Regions from separate parts of the Sus scrofa genome. Here region 2 is linked to region 1. The links are chromatin contacts, called in public HiChIP or PLAC-seq maps. All regions are on one chromosome and are shown on one strand. Each heading gives the region's core, a stretch centred on a gene start, on an enhancer-like site or on the middle of the called end of the contact. The rest is flanking DNA. Distances are from core to core; before and after follow the strand shown.

The links. HiChIP or PLAC-seq counts read pairs in DNA pulled down with a chosen protein or histone mark.
Region 2: a contact with region 1 is called in an H3K27ac HiChIP or PLAC-seq map of alveolar macrophages. The contact joins the promoter of PHF11 here to the promoter of ARL11 in region 1. A contact is called at or near these places in 2 of 5 promoter capture datasets (fetal liver and liver), 1 of 47 Hi-C or Micro-C datasets (liver) and 2 of 2 datasets of contacts at active chromatin or transcription factors (alveolar macrophages and skeletal muscle).

Annotation. Positions count from the first base shown.
Region 1 is chr11:18,098,476-18,102,343 of Sscrofa11.1, forward strand. ARL11 (ADP-ribosylation factor-like protein 11) reads right to left here and starts at 1,950. Exons shown (of 2, transcript XM_005668400.3): 1 at 1,186-1,950; 2 at 1-443. The coding sequence starts at 384. All of the region lies in intron 3 of EBPL (emopamil-binding protein-like), which reads left to right.
Region 2 is chr11:18,249,443-18,253,588 of Sscrofa11.1, forward strand. It overlaps PHF11 (PHD finger protein 11), which reads right to left and starts at 2,529. Exons shown (of 10, transcript NM_001244327.1): 1 at 2,407-2,529. The coding sequence starts at 2,488. It overlaps SETDB2 (histone-lysine N-methyltransferase SETDB2), which reads right to left. Exons shown (of 14, transcript XM_013980508.2): 14 at 3,083-4,146.

The DNA.
Region 1 (3,868 bases), core at 700-3,199:
TTGGGGCACCTCCTGCTTGTTGGCCAGCACCAGGAGGGGGACACTGGCCACGCTGGGGTCGTCCAGGACCTCCCTGAGCTCAGCCACCGCCTCAGGCAAGCGGGCTTCGTCTGTGCTGTCCAGCACATACACGAGGATGTCTGTGCCCTCCAGGTGGTCCTTCCAGCTGGCCCTGAGCTGGCTTTGTCCCCCGACGTCCCAGAGAGTCAGAGACACATGTCCAGGCTCCTCCAAAGGCTCCACGTTGAAACCCACGGTGGGCAGCGTCTCCACCAGCTGGTAGCCCTTTAGTCTGTACAGGAGGGTGGTCTTGCCGGCCGAGTCCAGGCCCATCATCACCACCTGGGCTTCCGCCCTGTGACCTCGGGAGCTCACAGACCCCATGGCGGCCCCTGCCAGACCCTAGGGGAGAACGGCCGGGTGCACACATCAGCTATTCTTTTCTGTAGGAACACAAATTCATGCAGGCACATGGAGGAAGGGTTTCTATGGCCAAAGTAGGGAAGCATGTCAGGTTTCAAAGACAGGCCTGGGCTCTGAAAGGGCCAGGAAGTAGGGGTGGGTGAATCAGCTGACCCATCTCTCCCGGCTGCCTCCTACAGAGCGGAGCCCCCCGCCCCAAGACATGGAATGTAGGCTCACATTCCCTGTGGTTAAAGCAAGGAGGCACAACCAAATTCCAGCTAGACAAGCTTGGTTCAGTAGAAATGACTGAAAGATTCTTCCATTCCTGCTGGTCCGTGGCTTCTAGCCTCTCTTGTCCTCCTGGAAGCCTAAACCCTGAAGTGGAAGCTATCCTGGGGTCAGGACACAGAGGGAGGGGGACCGTCGGCTCATGGTAACTTCTGCTGCCTTTGGAACTCCCCATAGGACCAGGCTGCGTGTCCTGTAACAGTGGCTATTTATAAATACTGTTGACTGAGGACAGATGTACCAGTCAGGGCAAAGGGCTTTCCTCCAGTGTCTTACTGAGGTAAGTGACCTCTACAACATTACACATGAATTACAGGAATCCCAGATGCCAAGACTAAGACCTGATGCCAACTTAGTCTAGGGAAGCCTTGGCTGGAGCAGGTGAAGGAACATCTCACCCCCAGGAGTACATTTCTGTTGGCCCTGGAAGAAAATAAGACAGCCTCTGTTCGTTCCTCATGGCAGGCGTGGAAGAGTAAAAATTAAAATTACCTCAGTATTGGGAATTCCTGTTGTGGCTCAGCGGGTTAAGAACCCAGTCTCCATGAGGATGCAGGTTCAATCCCTGGCCTCGATCAGCGGGTTAAGGATCCAGCGTTGACGTGAGCTTCGGTGTAGGTCGCAGACGCAGCTCAGAGTTGCTGTGGCTGTGCTGTAGGCCGGCAGCTGCAGCTGTAGCTCCGATTGGACCCCTAGCCTGGGAACCTGCATGTGGTGTGACACAAGGTGTGGCCCTTAAAAAAAACAAACTACCCAATGTGATTAGACTGTGGCTGAAAGCTCCCCTGTGACCGTGTCCTCCCCTGCAGCTGCTTTCCACTGCTCAGTCAGGTCCCACGATTGAGAGGTGAGGGAAGTCTCGAGTGGCTGCTACTGGTTCTCCTTTTTCTGTTTCCCTTTCCCACGTGGTTGGGGGCAGGGCGAGCTCCGCAGGCCGTCTCTCTGCTCTGGCCCCTGGGAGAGAGCAGACCTGCTGGGGTCAGGCACAAAACGTCCTCAGTAACACCTGCTTCTTAGCAGCTCAGACTCTATGCTGCAGGGAGGGCCCCCCGTTCAGGACCACATCTGCGTTTGCTGTTTCTACTGCTCTTCCTCTCACCATCCTGTGATCCTCTTGGTGGAGGAATCTGAGAATCCCCCCTTTTCCCTCAGCTCAGTGTGTTTCTGGTGCCTGGAGATTCTTTTATTTGCTTGGAACCATGTGTGCTTACAAGCTGCCCAAATAGGATTAAAACCCTGTAGGAGTTCCCATCACGGCTCAGCGGTGACTAGCATCCGTGAGGTGGCAGATTCCATCCCTGGCCTCGCTCAGTGGGTTAAGGATCCAGCGTTGCTGTGAACTATGGTGTAGGTCGCAGACACGGCTCGGATCCTGCGTTGCTGTGGCTCTGGTGTAGGCCAGTGGCTACAGCTCCAATTGGACCCCTAGCCTGGGACCTCCATATGCGGCCCTAAAAAGACAAAAAGACAAAACCAAAAACAAACAAAAATAAAATACTCTTAAAAATTAGGTTTAATGTTGCAGGTAAACCAAAATGTGTGTGTGTGTATCACATATACACATACATATGTGTGTATATAAATATATATATGTTAAACCATAAAAATTAAAAGTTATGTTAATGAGGTGGAACTAAGGGTGATTAAGCTTATTGCTTAATTTTTTTTTTCTTGAACAATGTCATTTTGTTTTTCCCAGTAAAAAAAAAAAATGATACTTCCAAAAAATAGAATTTTCCAAAAAATTAACCACTCAGAAGCCTTTGCTTCTGTAGCAGATTCTGACTTGGCTCTGGAGCTCCAGTGACTTGGCGCTCATAGCTGGTAACAGTTCTGCTTTCTGGCACATTCTTTACTAAATCGTCAAGGACCAAGATGGGGGTTGGGATTCTCTCATTTTACTAATGAAGAAATGGCTCAGACGGGAGAGAGAATTTGTTCATGATCTTGCTGAGATTTATAATTCATCTCTCTTTCATTGTATCGTGTTGCTCACTGAGAAAGTGCTTTGCAAATGGCGAGCCCCTCATTGTAGCGGCTGTCGTTGTAAGGTGGCTATATTTTAACAGGAGGAAGCGATTGGGAAAAATTGGAAACACGGGCACCACTATGTCATGTTGTTGATGTCACTGTCCTTTTGGGTTTTGGGGGGAGCCTGTGGTTCTGGCTACAGTCGTTTTGGTGAGAAACTGAAGCATAATGGAAGGGATTTAGAGGTAGAATTATAGTCAAAGAAAAACCACAGCAGAACAATGGTTAAAGTGGTAAAAAAAGAAAAAAAAAAAAAAGGTTTTATTCAGGACTATTGCAGAATAGTCCTGCAATAGGGGAAGAGACCTTCGTGCAGAACTGGGCTCCATTCCGAAAAAAGCGTGGGCAAGTGGGGATTTATAGCCAAGGAGCTGGGGGTGGGGGCGGGTGTCAGTGGATATGGAAAATTACTAAGAAGAAGCATCAGGGGAGAGCAGGGTTCTGGCTAAACCGACCTAATGGGGTCTTCACTAAAGACAGGCCAAGGTGATCAGATTTCATCTGGGGGGCGGTGGAGAATTAGCGACCTGATCAGATATGGAGGGTGGAGATTCGGATTATTGCTAAAACCAGATTTTATAAGGACGTGCGCTGTCTTAAAGCAGCCCAGCACTGTCTGGAGGGCGCTTGTCTGTCTTGCCTGTGGTGCTGGGCGATCAGACGAACTTGGGACCCAGCTCTGTCTGGGCCTGGCTGATGAATCAGTGGGAATCTTGCCAGGATTTTGCAGGATTGGGACTGGCAGAGGATACCGGTGCAGCAGGCAAAGGATGACCTGTGCTTGGAGGCTGGGGAGCAAAGGGGTGCTACTCTGGCCCTGGTTCCCCTTGTGTGAGCCCAAGGGAGGGGAGAAGGGAGGTGGGCAGAGACGGAAGAAGCCGTAGACTTGAAGGCTTGGAGGCACCATACCAGGCTGCTTGGGTGCTGAGTGCCTGCAGGTGACATGAGGGGAGGCACACTTCCCAGACTCCTGCCCTGAGGATTCCAGTGAAGCCTGGGGCCACAGGGCCAGCATGCAGGCCACCTGGAGGCCCTTTGTAGTACTGACCTCAGACTCAGAGAGACATCTCCCTCTGGGGTCTGGACAGGCATTCACTAAAGTCCCGTGTAAGCTGGAGGAGTAGAGAGCCAGGGAAACAGCAGT
Region 2 (4,146 bases), core at 1,279-3,778, 150 kb after region 1:
CCACCAGCCTTCACCAGAGCCACAACAATGCCAGATCCGAGTCACGTCTGTGACCTACACCACAGCTCACCGCAGTGCCAGATCCTTAACCCACTGAGCAAGACCAGGAATCGACCCGCAACCTCAAGGTTCCTAGTCGGATTCATTAACCACTGAGCCACAATGGGAACTCTCGCGAGTGAGTTCTGACAACAGTGTGGAAAGTGGCCTGCCTGCCCTGCCCCCACTGTCCTCTACCTGGTCCATCCTGGTCATCTCATCTCCCTGCTTCTGCTTTCCTCGTCACGGCTCCACTTCACTCTTCGTGCCAGTGATCTCTCTAAAATGTACATTGGCTCACATTTCCTTCCTGCTAAAGACTCTTCTCTATCCCCTGAAGAATAGAAGCCAAGCTCTCTAGTAGTACGGCTCATTCATTCTTTTAACAAATACTTAATGAGAATCCACTATGTATTGTTTTAGACACCAGAAATAAAGCAGGGAATAGATGTGAATTTTTTTTTTTTTTTTTTTTTTTTTTGCCTTTTCTAGGGCTGCTCCCGTGGCATATGGAGTTTCCCAGGCTAGGGATCTAATGGGAGCTGTAGCCACCAGCCTACGCCAGAGCCGCAGCAACACAGGATCCGAGCTGCATCTGCAACCTACACCACAGCTCACGGCAACACCGGATCCTTAACCCACTGAGCAAGGCCAGGGATGGAACCCACAACTTCATGGTTCCTAGTCGGATTCATTAACCACTGAGCCATGACGGGAACTCCTAGATGTGAATTTCAACTCTCATAGAACTTACATTTTTGTAGTAGAGACAAACATCAAACAAGTATTATTTTTCAGGCCAGGGTTAAGTGTTACGAAGAAAAACAGAGCAGGGGAAGGAAGGGTAGAGATTAATGACGGTAGGGGAAGGGCTGTTCTAACAGCATGGGCAGGCAAGGGTGTGAAGGTACATTTGTGCAGAAACTTGAATATGGTGGGAAGGCGAGAAATGGGCTGCAAAGAGAAAGACTGAGACTAGTGCACTAGATGGGAGGCAAGGAGGAAAGAGAGGCACAGAGGGTGGCACTAGGGTTTTAGCCTGAGCAACTGGGCAAACAGGATGGGGAAGACTGGTGGTGGCTGAGCAGGTTTGGAGTAAGTGGGTGTGTGTAGGCAAATGGGAGTTTACTTTGGGATATAACCAATTCGAGGTCATTCCAGGCATTGATGAAGCTGGTTATGAGTCTGGAGTTTGGGGAAAAAGTCAGGACAGAAACTCATCCTCAGTAACTCATCTTGCATTCTGTATACACACTAGCTAAATGAAATAGCCAAGTGCCTGGCTGGTGTCTTCACTTGTTTGGACTGCCTTTTCAACCTTTCTACCTCTGACTGGACTGGGCATATCGAAGTGCCCAGGCCAGGGATGGAATGAGAGCTGTAGCTGCCAGCCTGCATACACTACAGCCACAGCAACTCTGGATCCAAGCAAGCCACGTCTGATACCTACACCACAGCTCACAGCAACGTCGCATCCTTAATCCACTGAGGGAGTTCAGGGATCGAACCCTCGTCCTCATGGATACTAGCTGGGTTCCTCAACCGCTGAGCCACAATGGGAACTCCAACCTCGGGTTGACTCTTGCCCTTTAAAACTGATAGGGCTTTCTTTGAACTGAGGAATAGGCTGAGTTGGAGGAGCATCTCATCTGTGTCTCTGTGGTTCTTAGCAGGTCACACATGAGTAGCCTATTAGATTCTTCAGCGCTGAGCGAGCCTAACTCATCTCTGCAGCCCGCCACGTGGCCCTGAGCCTGCAAGTGGTAGGAGCTCTCCAGCTGTTGTTGAAGCGCAGAGAGGAGCCCACTCAGATTTGCCTCACTTAAGGAGAGGGCCACAGAGGACCTGAACTACTGAGTGGGTATAAGGGAGTGATTCCATAACGTCACATTTTCAGTGCGAACTTTCCAAACTGCTTCCTGAGTCCCAGCGGACCCCTTCTCTTCTAGAGGGGGCCACGACCAGGCTACCTCGGCCAGGGCATCGCTCCGGCCGCACTGTTTGAGGGGTGGGTGGAGCCGCGTTGGGAGAGTAAACCCACAGGCGTTTCCTTTCGTTTCCCAGCTTTCGTTTCGCTTCGGTTTCGGTTTGGTCCCAGCGCGGCAGGGCTGTGGCTGTGGGCTGTCCTATCAGCGGTGGTCGAGCTGAACCGAAAGCAAACACTCCTCCCTAGAAGCCGCAGGGTACGGTCTGGGCGCAGAGCAGGGCGGTGGACGCCCAAAGCCGAGCCGCTGCGGAGCTAAGAGCTGCGCGCCGCGTCGCGAGGCGGGTCGGGGGCCCCCAAGTGGCAGCGACTAGAGGGCGGCCCTGGGCCCGGACTGTCGCAGCGGGACACCGCCCGCCCCTCCCGTCCCGCTTGGTACTCACCAGTCGGGAGCGGGACCCCGTCCTCGGCCGCGCACCGGCCGGCCCGGGCCGCCTTGGGATCGGAGGGCCAAGCCGCGTCCATGGCTGCGCCCTGCGCCCGCGCCGACGGAAGTTCCTTTTGGTGAGATTCGAAATTCGTGCTGATTTATTTCCGCTGCCCGGGGAAAGTCCCGCAGGAAGCGACGCAAAGGGTTTGCTGGTAGGGTTTTCAAACGGGAACTCGCAACTTCTCCAGATCCGAGTCTGAACTCGATTTTTTTGTTTTTAAAGCACGCTTGGCGCTCCCCACCCTGCCCCCACTTTCCGAATGGTTGGAGGAGAGGTGGTGGAAGCCTTTGGACTCAGCTGGAGAAATGACTGCTTTTCTGAGGGTCTACCCATTCTTTTCTTATTTTTTTAGGGCCACACCGATGGCTTAGGGAAATTCCCAGCCTAGGGGTAGAATCAGAGCTGCAGCTGCCGGCCTACGCCGCAGCCAGAGCGATGCCCACCCTTAACCCACTAAGTGAGGCCAGGGATCCAGCCTCATCCTCAGGGATACTAGTCGGGTTCATCACCACTGAGCCAGGACAGGAACTCCCAGTTTACCCATTATTTTCTACAAATGTATCACACCAAGTTTGGCCTAAGTAGGCCTAGCATAAAGTGGACGCAGAATTAACTGAGCACGATTCCATTTGCCAGTTGCAAGTCTTTATTTTAGCACCCATGGGGTACACAGCACCATACAAGACGAGGTTTTCGGTGCATGGAACAAATACACATGTAGAGAACATGAACGCATATAATTAAATTACAGCTCAAAAGTAAGTTGTTCTGTAAAAGAAGCATATAATGGTGGTTTGCTGAGTAACTAATGAAAGGAAAAACTCCTGGAGGTCTTGCTTTTTGAGCAGGTTTTAAGAAGAGGAAATGAGGCAAATTGGGGTCAGAAAAGAGAAACAATATTAAAAAGGATAACTTGGAATAGTCTTGACAAACATAGAAATGAATTACAGAAGCAAGAGTGTGGAGCTGTGAAACAGGGAAAAAAAAGCAGGCTCTGGCAGCAACTTTTTTTTTTTTTTTTTGCTTTCAAGCCAGCAGGTGGAAGCATACTCCTTGCCAGGTTAAAAAAAAAAAGCCCTAAAGAGACTGAATTGGAGATTAAATAGCCCAGCTAGGTCATAGCAAAGCAGCTGAAGAGCCCCTTCCCCCACTCTCAGTTTATAATCTCAGCTTTTCCGTGTTCCACTGTTAAGTGTGAGCTGACTGCCAAGATCACTAACTGAGGAAAGCCTAAAACATGAAGTACAAAAACCAAAGGAAACATACAGGGAAAACAAAGAAACAAACCTTGGAGGTCACAGAAATACAGATATGAACGCCTGTATGTGTGTGTTACATGATAAAGCATTTTCAAAGAGATAAGATACTACAACCATGAACCAAAAATAAGACACTACTAAAGAAAAAATATTCAGAAAAGAGCTCTAGAAATTAAAAAAATGCGACCCAGCCCCCTCCCCCCAAAAAATCCAATAAAATACGCCCACCACAATAGACAAACTGGAAGATTAAGTTGAGTATATCTCCCAGAAAGCAAAGCAAGAAGAAAAAGCTGGAAATTAAAAGAAAAAATTTAGAGAACCAATCCTGGAGTTCTAACATTGGGATAATAGGAATTCCAGAAAGAGAGAACAGATAATGAATCATTAAAGAAATAGTTCAAGAAAATTTCTCGGCAGAGTTCCCTTCGTG